Linked DNA regions of Ovis aries: region 1 is linked to region 2. Evidence: chromatin contacts called from public Hi-C data. All regions are on one chromosome and are shown on one strand. The core of a region is the stretch at or near the end of the contact, and the rest is flanking DNA. Distances in the headings are between cores, read along the strand shown. Region 1 holds the start of BCAS2 (BCAS2 pre-mRNA processing factor). Region 2 has its middle 180 kb from the start of TRNAE-CUC.

Region 1 (7,009 bases), core at 803-3,302, 260 kb after region 2:
GATGGCATACATTAAGCATTCATTAAACTGGCTTAGAACCACTTCATACATTCAGTGATAAATATCTGAATGCCTATTTTGTTTTACATGATGAAAATACAGTGGTGAAGAAGATGAAAAAGATCCCTGTTCATGAAGCATTCTCATCTCAGTTTAGACAGGCCTTCCTCAATCAAACTATCTGAAGTAGTCACCTAGTCACTCTATATCATATTATTACTTTATTTCTCTGTATAGCTTTATCAACAATTTGGTATTTTCTGATTTATCTGTCTCCACACTCTAGAATGTAAACTCTTGTTCTCTAGTTGTTAAATGAACTAATGAAAGAGCAGTTTCAAAGGCAGGTTGAGGAGTGCTTAAGGTCTTGGGCAAATTACGTAGCCTAAGCTCCAGTTTCCCATCTAAAAAATTGGGATATTAAACATATATAGTTTGCACAGTTTTTTTAGGACTGAGATAGTGAGCGCAATATACTATTAGCTCCCACTATAAAATGCACTAGATAATCAGTATACTAATTATAAAGACAGGAAGCATAGAAATAATCAGTATATGAACTATAAAGATAGGAAGCACAGGTTGTATCTAAGAGAGCTAAACACAAAACTGGCTCAAGTATTTAAGTTTGTGACTGAATGCAATTATCTGAAACTTTCAGAAATCAAGCTAATAAGGACTCATTACTGTCCTTAGTTCTTAATGTGGTAACATCTATATTTGGGTAACAACATCTAGAAAAAATCATGGGAAAACAAGTGTGCCAGTAGGAACATCTCTCTCCTACTTAAAACTTAACCATTATTTTTTGGAGTCAGTGATGCTATCCAACCATCTTATCCTCTACCGCCCACTTCTCCTCATCAACTCAATGGACACGACGAGTTTGAGCCAGCTCCGGGAGATAGTGAAGGACAGGGAGGCCTTGGTGCGCTGCAGTCCATGGGGTCTCAGACACGACTAAACAACAATTAGACCCAAAACAGTATTTTGGATGGGCTTCCTTTGTAGCTCAGTTGGTAAAGAATCTGCCTGCAATACAGAACACTCAGGTTCGATTCCTGGGTTGGGAAGTTCCCCTGGAGAAAGAAATAACAACCCCACTCCAGTATTCTTGCCCGGAGAATCCCATGGACAGAGGAGTCTGGCCGGCTACATACAGCCCATGGGATCGCAAAGTGCTGGACACGACTTAGCGACTAAACTACCACCCACAGTATTTTGGTTTCACTTCTAGGCTAAATATCTAAACGGTTTGATATGGTTCACTTAGATATTATTTGTCTCTACAAGCAACGACATACATTAAGTATTTAGGCTTTGAAACAAAGGCCAAAATCCTGTGGCTCTCAGAAGCTTAGGTAATTAGGCTTTTGTGTATTTAAAAAAAGCCTAGATCACTTGTTTTATACTTAGAGGAAGAGGATCCCTTTGAGAATTTACGCAAAAAGACGTAACACTAATTTTTGCATTGTTAGGTCAGTCTGCGGAGCCCTAGGAAGTCTCAGAACCTGTGGGTCTCAGAACTCTGGAGAAGGCTTATCTATGTAGCTATTTTCAACTGACTGACATTACTGACAACAGGGTAAGTGGCAGTGAAGCAGGAACACTTAGCTGGAATTTACAATTCACTTTTAAGTGGCAAAGGCTCCCTATCCAAAAGGGTTCACTGTGCGCTGGGCTCAAAACATCACACTTACCTCAAAAGCGGAATAATCCGGGGCCGTCAGGTAGCTTAGATAGTTCTTCGTAGGTCGGTATCTGCGAGTTTCCTCCTCCACCAACGCCGCAGCCTAAAGACGAGAAGAGGCCAAGGTAGGAGCAGCAGATTGTTAGGCGCTTCTTCCGGCACTATGGGCCAGCGAGCGCTGAGCCAGTTACACAAAACCCTGAACTTACCGCTTCGCGAACACCAGGCGCTTCATAACCCTGATCAAAATACGGCAGCGCATCCACCACAACCTCCCCGGCCACCAAACCAGTGCCCGCCATCCTTAGGTTCACTGGAGTTTTCTAAGTCTGCGCCGGCTCAGGTTCACTTCGATACTCCAGTGCACGACGCTAACGTAATCACGTCACCTGCGCCCGACACTAACGTAATGACGTCACCTGTGCATCTGCTTTGGTGCACGCCCAGTTGCTAATTCTGAGGGCACGCCCGCTAGAAATTGCCCGGCCATTTTTTGTTTTGGTCGGATATGACGTCACTTCGTGGTTTCCCAGAGTCCCCGTTGCGTCTGTTTCCTGTTCCCGCTTGCTGCATCTTTTTGCTGTCGACCGGCAACGAAGTGCGGAGGATTTGGGGCTTTCGGTTTCGACCAGGATGTTGGATAGCATCACTGACTCAAAAAAAAATCTGGGAGTGGAATCCTTTAAAATTTTTGGAGGGAACTGGCTGCAGGATTTGGCGGGGAGAAAGATACTGGGTTCCCACCTCAGCATTACTCCTGTAACCTTCCACCTTCTTCCTTTAAACTTCTTTTCCTTTGCAGTTCCTTCCTGTATTCCCACTATTCTTTGTTCTCGGCGCCCTGAGGAGCTTTGCAGTGAATAAATGCGGGGAGTGGGGTCTAGTCTTCAGTTAAAATTGCGAGGCTTTAGGCCTGCAGAAGGAAATGAACCTGATCTCCCCGCCCCAGGGCGAGATGGGTGATTGCACGTTAATCCCATCTTTTAAAAAGGCCGATTTTTGCCTTCTGGGCGTGTCTAAAATCCAATCATTTTGCCTTTTTACCTTTCGGTAAAGAAGAGCTCTTCTCACTGCCTCCAACCATTCCTGCTATTGCTGATGCCCAGTCTCTGGTCCCTGGCTTCCAGTTCCCTTCGACCAAGCAGCAAAAGACCAAAAATGTAGTAGCACTATACACTGTGCCCGGTGTGCAAATCTACACCCGGACTTCGCCAAGAGCTTGAAAATGTTGGCCACGGTTATCAGGCTTGGTTAATTTAGGACCGTTTATCCTTTACCTACCTTTAGATAAGTGTGTTAGCTATAGATTTAAATGAAGTAAAACATCTTTACAACTTAAGCAATTTTATTTCAAATTCTCCAAGAGATCCATGGTATTTTTTTGTGTTTATTCATTAAAAGATCTGTGAACAATATTTTATACAAATCCTGAGCGATTATCTTACAAATATGTCCAGAATTCGTAATTCTTTACAAAAACAAAACAAAACAGACTTAAGGAAGCAGCTTCAGATAGGGATAAAAATAAGGCTCCCATCCCTGAAGTAAAGGGCTCCTCACAGAGGGATAAACACTCAATTCCCAGTTACTGATTGTTCCCTCAGGGTGGGAGTGTCAGAAGAGACCAAATGGGGAAATGTCTGGTAAAAGTCCCACTGGGGTAAGCTGCTTAATAAACTTTTTTTTTTTTTTTTTTTAAGACACGGGCTCAGTTCTATTTTCTGGACCCAAATCTATAGGAATTGTAGTATACAGCACCCATCTTACATGTTGTCTGCTTCAGATCCATCCACACACACCTGAATGGATTGTAATGACAATACTGCACAAGTCAGTAAGTTGTATCATAACACAACTTACGATGTTTTAAGTTTGAATATTTTTTATGCAGTTAAAGCCATCAGCAGGAGTTGAAGAAAACAAACTGACACTTGCTATAACATTTATCAATTAAAATTACACCATGGCTGACAAATTTCTCTTTCAAATCACGGCTACTTTAGATATTAAAAGTTGGGGTGTTTATGTGGTGTGTGCCCAGGAAATGTCCATATTCTGAGTCCAATTTAGAGAAAAAGTCCAACATTTCTAGAACCAAGAAAAGAGTCTCAGCTGGACACCTGTAGCATGAAGTCCTATATCCTCAGAGCTGCAAGCTGGCTCTGGCACACTTCAGCTTAAAACAGAAAACAAAACAATCTTTTCCAATAGCTATAATCCCACAGAGCCCAATTTTCCATCTGTAGGAATAACCAGCTTTGTTTTAAAAAATGAATGGTCCTGGCTTCAGTTTAAAGTTATTTAAACTCTCTGAATTCCACTTTCTTCATCAATAAAATGAGAGATGCAAACAGTTGATTTAAAACCTAATTAAAGATGACATACACACACGTACCATTCATGGCACAAGATGGACCCTGAAAAACAAGGTAGTTTTCATGCCCTTGAGACAAAATTTTCCTATTATATATTTTTTCTCTTTTGGCCATGTCACACAGCATGTGGGATCTTAGCTCTCAGACCAGGGATGGAAACTGTGTCCCCTGCAGTGGAAGTGTGGAGTCTTATGCACTGAACCACCAGGGAAGTCCCCCTATTAGCTATAATTTCCCAATGTTTAATGTTGATACATGAGGGACAAGCTACCCAAGTGCCACACAATGTGGAAGGAATGTTGTAGGGTATCTATTTTTATAAGATACTCAACAACAGTGTTAATAAATAGGACTTCCATGTGAGATTCCCCTAGCTTTAAACACTTCCCCCCGCCCCTAAAAAAAGAGATGAGTATATTCCTTAAACAGCCCATAGGTTTAAAGCTGCCATGGTATTTCAGTGATGAGAATTATGTGTGAAGAGCTTATGTCCTCTACTTATATCATGCCTCCCTAGTACCTTAAATGCAGCACTTTTCTCACTGTGCTCAACTTTGAGCTGTTTTTAAAAATGCAACACCATGTCCTTCTCTTGTAAAAGACAAGTGTCTTCATAGGCTAAACTCAAAACACAAAGAATGAGCCAAGACTCAAAAGGCCACTTGAAAAAATCTGGAGGCAGACAGACTAAAGGAAGTATAGGTTCCAGACTACTCCCAACAATTCTCCAATGGTTACTACAGCAGCAACAGGAGAATCCTCCTCCAAGAACCTGGCCCACTCTGTAACATTTCAACATTTTGTAGAATACTTCAGGGCATCCTGACTCTTGGAAAAATAGTTTCTTTGGCAGTTTCTGTTCTATTCAGGATGGAGGCGGTCAAAATTTCATTTCTTCTGCAGAAATTTCATTTTACTTCCTAAAGGAAAAAAACAGTGAACTCTCATTAGTTCATTTTTATTTAGGATATATTATTTGATGCAAGGGATTAAACCTAGTCATTCAGAACAGCCCAGGAGTAAGCTGCCATCTCAAGTTATCAGTTGATGTGTTTAACCACCAAAAAACCCAAACCAAACATACACACACAGAACCCCCAAATGTCTAATTGTAGACATAGAAGGAAACTCAGACATCATCTAATCCCGCCTTTTTCAAATCTGACTGCAGTTAAAATCGCTTTTCCTGTTCTCCAGAGATTTCCTGGAGCCTGGTGAGGGGTGGGAGTGGGTTTGATTCATTCTTTTTTTTTTTGCCACACCATGCAGCCTGCAGTGTGGGCTCTTAGTTTCCCGAGAAGGAATTGAATCATGCCAATTGCAGTGGAAGCTCCAAGTTCTAACCACAGGACCTCCAGGGAATTCCCTGAATTTTCATTTAAGTTCCCCAGAGAGTCTAATATTATAGTCACAGCTGAAAACCACTGATCTAATCTAACACTGTGGTATAAAGATGAAGTAACAGCCCCAGGCATAATTTGAAGTGTAAAATTAGAGACTTGCAGAAAATCCTCTTTTGCTTCAGATGCCCTTAACCAGGTTATTTTTAACCTGGAGTGCATGGATGGGCTTCAAGGGGGTCCATGAACACCCTAAAAGTATTTGCAAAATGTGTTTATATACTCCAACGGTATTTTTCTGGGAAAAGGTGCAGTTTTTAATAAGATTCTCCATAGGATGTGGTCTAGAAAAAGATGAACAATTATGATATGCAACATTCTTATACTATGAGGAAGCTTCATCTGAGGAAAACAGTCCCATGGACAACTCTGACGGAGAATCCTAACCGCTGAGAGTCCTGTCATCCTCCAAACACTGTGGAAATAGGGCCATGGTTTCTGGCCACTGTATTTGAGGTTCTATCGTTGATGTGATGGTAAAGCTTTTGTGATGAGGCATGCTTACACAAAAGTTTGTTATCTTGTGTTTTTTTAAACTATATTTATCTAATAATAATAGGAAAACACAGCAACTTACCAAGACTTCGCAAAATTCTATTCACTCCGCTGGGCTCAGACTCAGGAATTGTTTCCAAATACTGGAGCGCCCGGACCTCAAACAAACCTACAAAGAAAACTCATGCTGCTCAAACTGTCATACACTCAAGACTGAAAAAAACTCTGTGCTCATTACCAGTGTACTTCCAGAGCTAAAACAATATAACAAAATAAAATTTTTCCCATAATAAACAACTGATCATGAGTCCTTGTAGCCTTATCTTATTTTTTGTTTATATTATTTTCAAATCTTTCAAGCGCTCACTAAATACAGAGGGAGACCTTTATGATGAAACTGACCTTTCACCCCACTTTTCCGAAGCTCTCGGTCCTGGATGAATCCTGCAAACATCTGAGTTTCCATGAAGAGATCCAGGAAGTGGCGTACGCTTCGGGAGGTGTGAGATTTACGAAATGGCTCCCTTTGGAATACACGCTCCCCACGCTCAGTGACAGTCATGCTCAAAGAATAATGTCCCACCAGCTCCACAAAAAACCTGACAAATGCTTCAGACACCAGAGAGTTGAGTGTCACATCTTCTGCAAAATGAAAGAAAATATAAAGGGGGAAAAATCCCCTAAGTTTTGTGTTTATAGGGACACTGGCTCTGGTTATAAAAGTGACACCTAGGGAATCATAGTTTAAAGGCCAGAGAATAAATATAGGAATCCTCATTCTCAGCTTTCTTGCTCTCTTCATGACCAGAAAAATAGCAAATGGCTTATAGCCTTACCTTCACTGTCTTCCCACACATACTGTGGTCCGCATATCTGTAATTTCCCTGGACCTGCTCTTTCAAAGACCACCAGTGAGAACCAGCTGAGTCTAATCCACTCTTCAATTTTTAATCCTCCTTAAAACTCTATGCTGCGCTTGTGCTACCCTCCTCCTCATTGCTTCTGTCTCCCACAATCGGATGCTCTTCCTGATTCCTCTCCTGCCTTTA
Region 2 (6,127 bases), core at 3,303-5,802:
ATTTACAGCATGTGGGATCTAGTTCCCTGACCAGGGATCAAACCTGTGTGCCCTGCACTGGGGGTGTGGAGTCTTAGTCACTGGACCATCGGGAAGTTCCTGTACCTCTTCTTTATCTAATGTTTGTGTCCTGCCCCTTTCCCCCTGGTCTCACCAAGGCTATTGCCTCCGAATCATTGCTCTGCCCTGCCCTCCCTCAAAAGGAAACAATTATTCTTTTTGAGGTTTCAGAAAGAAACTGCACAGAGAAATAAGAACCAGTTAGAATCAACTAGGCCCAATGGCAGAAAGTGAAGAGGAACTAAAGAGCCTCTTGATGAAGGTGAAAGAGGAGAGTGAAAAAGCTGGCTTAAAACTCAACATTCAAAATAGGGGAAAAAATGGAAACAATGACAGACAATTTTCTTGGGCTCATAAATCCATCCACTGTGGATAGTGACTGCAGCCATGAAATTAAAAGACGCTTGCTCCTTTAGCTATGACAAACCTAGCAGCGTATTAAATAAGAGACATCACCCTGCTGACAAAGGTCCGTATAGTCAAAGCTATGGTTTCTCCAGTAGTCATGTACAATGTGAGAATTGGACCATAAAGAAGGCTGTGTGCCAAAGAACTGATGCTTTCGAACTGTGGTGTTGGAGAAGACTCTTGAGAGTCTCTTGGGCTGCAAGGAGATCAAACCAGTCAATCCTAAAGGAAATCAGTCCTGAATATTCACTGGAAGGACTATGCTGAAGCTCCAATACTTTGGCCACCTGATGTGAAAAGCCGACTCACTGGAAAAGACCCTGATGCTGTTAAAGATTGAGGGCAGGAGGAGAAGAGGACGACAGAAGATGAGATGGTTGGATGGACCTGAGTTTGAGCAAACTCTGGGAGACAATGAAGGACAGGGAAGCCTGGCATGCTGCAGTCCATGAGGTCTCAGAGTCAGACATGACTGAGCAAATGAACAAGGCCCAAAACAGTGAAAGTTTGACTTCCAGGAGACCTTGAGCCTTATTATACATGCCCTGTAACTGTAACTCATTAACATGCTAAATGACACACCCACCAGTACTAAGAGTGTTTAACAGTTGCCATGACAACAACCAGTAAGATTCCTACAAGGAGAACTGCACCAGTTTGGAATCCAACCACACCCCTGTTCTCAGATAAGTCATGAATATTCCTCACATTCTTTCCATTTCCCTCTCTTTTACTTTGTTTAGCTGCTAAGTCATGTTGACTCTTTTCTGACCCCATGGACTGTAGCCCGCCAGGCTCCTCTGTCCTTGGGATGTCCCAGGCAAGAATACTGGATTGGGTTGCTGTTTCCTTCTCCAGGGGATCTTCTCAACCCAGGGATCAAACCTGCATCTGCTGCTTGGCAGGCAGATTCTTTACCACTGAGCCACCTGGGAAGCCCCCTCCTATATATTTGGTGTCTCTGTCTGAACTGGGTTGAAATTGACTTATGAACCAACCTGCTTCTCGATTCTTTGACCATTGAATACAACTTGTGCTGTTCCAGTCCCAACGCTGGTTTTATTATTGGCTACTCAAATCCAGTCAGAAAAAGAACCTCCCTGGCCTGAGACAAGAGATCCTAACTTGGGCTAGGACTCTGGTGCAGTTCCAGTCGACCAATTTGGTAACATTTCCACTTATCAGTCAGGTTAGAGCACACATCTTCTCACCAAAGCCAGCTTGGAGCCCTGCCCCATCCTTCTCTCCATGCCAACAAAGCCCTTCTCAGTGAGGCAGGAGATAGATGGACCCCAGGCTGAACAGCTGGAGTTTGCCCCCTGTGGACAGATACTTCAAGATGAAGAGGACCTGAGTCCTGTCCAGATAGAGACCACATATTTCTCATTCTCAAGGAGAGCTTCCTGACTATACACGCATGGAAAGGCTCCTTAGAGGCCAGAAGGGAGTGATGTCAGCCTACCGATAGGCCTTTTCATGTGAATCCATCTTGGCTAAGAGAAGTGTGCACGCATGGGACGACCCTGAGATAAACTGAATACAGGCTCCAAACCAGGCAAACCAAGATGATCGGCCGGAGGAAACCTGGAGGAAGTGCCCTGTGTAAGTGAGTCAAACCACAAGCGCTCGATTCTGAGTCTCCTGAATGTGTCTATCCACACGCATTCTTTTTCCTCCTCATTAACACTCGTTTCACTATTTCCCTTTTCTCTGTGGAATTCATTTCTGCAAACTCAATAGGCCAGGGGCCTTGTCACTGGCCACCGTCCCTGATGGTCTAGTGATGAGGATTCAGCACTCTCACTGTGGCAGCCTGACCTCAATTTCTGGCCAGGGAACCGAAATCCTTCAAGCCGCTCCAGGCCGAGGCCACCTGAGATCATCGGGAGCCAGTGTTTCCACGGCCAAGAGTGGGTAGTTTGATCTAACAGTTACTTGTGAGAACGGATAACTGAACGGTCAGACCCGCGGGAGAGTGTCCCTGTGCAGCAGAGTGGGAGGCGGCCTCGGTGGCTGTGGACACGCTCCGAGTGCTGCCCCTACATCTGCCACGTACTTTAATTATTGAAGTATAGTTGATTTACGGGCTTCCCTGGTGGCTTCAGATGGTTACAGTGTTCTCTGCTATACAGCAGTGATTCAGTTAAAACTCTTTTTTCATATTTTTCATTATGGTTTATCACAGGGTATTGAATAAGGGCTTTCCAAGGGCAATGCCAAAGAATGTTCAAACTACCGCACAATTGCACTCATTTCACATGCTGGCAAAGCAATGCTCAAAATTCTCCAAGCCAGGCTTCAACAGTACGTGAACCGTGAACTCTCTGATGTTCAAGCTCGTTTTAGAAAAGGCAGAGGAACCAGAGATCAAATTGGCAACATCCGCTGGATCACAGAAAAAACAAGAGAGTTCCAGAAAAACATCTGTTTCTGCTTTATTGATTATGCCAAAGCCTTTGATGTGTGGATCACAATAAACTGTGGAAAATTCTGAAAGAGATGGGTACCAGACCACCTGACCTGCCTCCTGAGAAATCTGTATGCAGGTCAGGAAGCAGCAGTCAGAACTGGACATGGAACAACAGACTGGTTCCAAATAGGAAAAGGATATGTCAAGGCTGTATATTGTCACCCTGCTTATTTAACTTCTATGCAGAGTACATCATGAGAAATGCTGGACTGGAAGAAGCACAAGCTGGAATCTAGATTGCCGGGAGAAATATCAATAACCTCAGATATGCAGATGACACCACCCTTATGGCAGAAAGTGAAGAGGAGCTAAAAGCCTCTTGATGAAAGTGAAAGAGGAGAGCGAAACAGTTGGCTTAAAGCTCAACATTCAGAAAACGAAGATCATGGCATCTGGTCCCATCACTTCATGGGAAATAGATGGGGAAACAGTGGAAACAGTGTCAGACTTTATTTTTGGGGCTCCAAAATCACTGCAGATGGTGACTGCAGCCATGAAATTAAAAGACGCTTACTCCTTGGAAGAAAAGTTATGACCAACCTAGATAGCATATTAAAAAGCAGAGACATTACTGACAAAGGTCCATCTAGTCAAAGCTATGGTTTTTCCAGTAGTCATGTATGGATGTGAGAGTTGGACTATAAAGAAAGCTGAGTGCCAAAGAATTGATGCTTTTGAAGAGTGGTGTTGGAGAAAACTCTTGAGAGTCCCTTGGACTGCAAGGAGATCCAACCAGTCCATCCTAAAGGAAATCAGTCCTGGGTGTTCATTGGAAGGACTGATGCTGAAGCTGAAACTCCAGTACTTTGGATATGAAGAACAGACTCATTGGAAAAGACCCTGATGCTGGAAAAGACTGAAGGCAGGAGGAGAAGGGGACAACAGAGGTTGAGATGGTTGGAAGGCATCACCAACTCAAAGGACAGGAGTTCGAGCAAGTTTTGGGAGTTGGTGATGGACAGGAAAGCCTGGCGTGCTGCAGTCCATGGGGTGGCAGAGTCAGACATGACTGAGCGACTGAACTGAACTGAAGTGGTGCTAGTGGTAAAGAGCACCTGCCAGTGCAGGAGATGCAAGAGATGTGGGTTTGATCCCTGGGTCGGGAAGATCTCCTGGAGGAAGAAATGGCAGCCCTCTCCAGTATTCTTGCCTGGAGAATCCCATGGATAGAGGAGCCTGGTGGGCCACAGTCCACGGGGTCATAGAGTCAGACACAACTGAAGTGACTTGCCATGCACACATGCACAAATAGCTAATAGTTCTCTGCTGCTGCTGCTGCTGCTGCTGCTGCTGCTGCTGCTGCTGCTGCTGCTGCTGCTGCTGCTGCTGCTAAGTCGCTTCAGTCGTGTCCGACTCTGTGCAACTCCTTAGACGGCAGCCCACCAGGCTCCCCCGTCCCTGGGATTCTCCAGGCAAGAACGATGGAGTGTCTTGCCATTTCCTTCTCCTATTTACTCTTTATTACATGAACTCCCCACCCCCACCCCATCTCTCAATCCTCAGTCCCTCTGGGGGAGCTCTGAGCTTCCTGTTTTATTTCTCCCAGGTGCCACACCTGAGGGTAATCCAATGTAGTGATCAGATTAGTCACAAAAGTTTTTTCTCTAAGGGAAGTGGGCAGGCTCTGGCAGCCTTTCATAATAACAGTCTCACGATGAAAGGAAAGCAGTCAGATTCCGAGAACCAGTGCCATTTGCATTTTGCTGTCACGTGTGAGTGTGGTTCAAAGACTTAAATCAGGTGGCTTGCAAAACATTTTGCTCGCTTCTGTTTTTCTGACAAGGACAATCACTGAAATATGCTGCATTTACAGGGCGCCTTTCATCACTTGCCATATCCTCACAGCTCTCCGTCCAAGCTGCTTTGGTTCTCTTTGTCCTCAAGAGAGGGTTTTCCTGCACCTGGGGCTGACTTGTGTCTCAAACTCAGGAGGGGAGCTGGGCCTTGAGGAGGAGCTTGGGAACCATGGGGCCAGTGGCCAGGCCCCAGGGTGTCAGGCCCGAGGCAAGTTTCCCTGGGGCTCCTGCCAGACACATTCTGTGTTCTCCAGGCCATGCCTGACCACCCCGAGGGGGCGGCCCACCTGTGGGCTGGGCACATCATGTCCCCTCCAGACTGGGCCAGAACAGGCTGAGCAGGGGCCTGTGGGGCTGCATTCCTGAGGCCCTGCAGACCACAGCCGCTCCCAGCACTCAGGCCCCCCTAGGCCCAGCTCTCCTGGAGCAGCAAGCTGCTAACTTGTAGCAACAATTTCCAGCCTCTCACCCCTGGCCTCCCCTGAGGGGTCTTCTCTGTGGGGCAGACATCCTACCCCCCAGGCTCCTTCCACATTCTGCAGGATGCTTGCCCTGGGCAAGGCCAAAAGCCTCCCAGCCTTTGGGTGTCAATGGTCTTCAGGAGCCAGAGCGTACTCCCCACCTCCCCTTTACCCCCAGGGTTCTGGTCTCCAGGGCCTCAGAGCCCCAGCTCACAGCCCCACCTCTCCTGGGAGCCCGGGGCAACCAGGAAAGCCAGCTGTGTTAAGAGCTGAGAGTACACCATGCTGAACTTCCAGTCTCTGTCTCAGCATGCTCATATGGTTTCTGTCCTCATCCTCAGGACCTTCCTGTGAACTCGGTAAGCCTGTGCCCACTGTGCCCTTTCCATATAAGAGATACCTAGCTTAGGTCTGAGCTTACATAGCCAGAAACCTTCAGACTCACTTCCTCACTCAAAGGCCAGGAAGCCCACAGTTGCTGCCTCTCTCTTCTCTTGTAACCAAGCAGGACCCTCCGGGGACCTTCCCAGGACAGACCCTTCCCCATATCCTCCACCTCAGCTCCTCTCTGAAATACCTAGGTAACAGTATCTGGTGCCATTTCCTGAGCTGTTTTACAGATGCTAGTTTAGTTCAGTTCAGTTGCTCAGTCATGTCCGACTCTGCGACCCCATGAATCGCAGCACGCCAAGCCTCCCTGTCCATCACCAACTCCCGGAGTTCACTCAGACTTGCGTCCATTGAGTCAGGACCCCCACTAAATAGAAGAACTTAACTACGTGATGACCATGAGCACAGTAGCCCTCAGACCTACTAGTGGCACCTAAGGATTGATAATGTTAACCCCTGTGACCCAGCCCTTTACTTTTACCATCAACCAATCAGAATTGTGCACCAGCTGATCACATACCTTGGGACGTCCTTCCCTGAGC

Evidence for each region. A called contact is a pair of places that touch in the nucleus more often than the background predicts.
Region 1: a contact with region 2 is called in a Hi-C map of blood, with 2.1 times the contacts expected there. The contact joins the promoter of BCAS2 here to the enhancer-like site in region 2. A contact is called at or near these places in 4 of 16 Hi-C or Micro-C datasets (blood, skin fibroblasts and tail adipose tissue).

Annotation. Positions count from the first base shown.
Region 1 is chr1:91,959,216-91,966,224 of ARS-UI_Ramb_v3.0, forward strand. It overlaps BCAS2 (BCAS2 pre-mRNA processing factor), which reads right to left and starts at 2,053. Exons shown (of 7, transcript XM_027973457.2): 1 at 1,900-2,053; 2 at 1,701-1,793. The coding sequence starts at 1,992. DENND2C (DENN domain containing 2C) reads right to left here. Exons shown (of 19, transcript XM_060413197.1): 17 at 6,363-6,599; 18 at 6,043-6,129; 19 at 3,018-4,985. The coding sequence ends at 4,954.
Region 2 is chr1:91,694,114-91,700,240 of ARS-UI_Ramb_v3.0, forward strand. No RefSeq gene overlaps it. Among named protein-coding and RNA genes, the nearest start is that of TRNAE-CUC, 180 kb to the right of the region's middle. Within about 2 kb of position 4,553, at least 7 of the 54 cell types and tissues checked have an H3K27ac peak or open chromatin away from gene starts, as enhancers often do.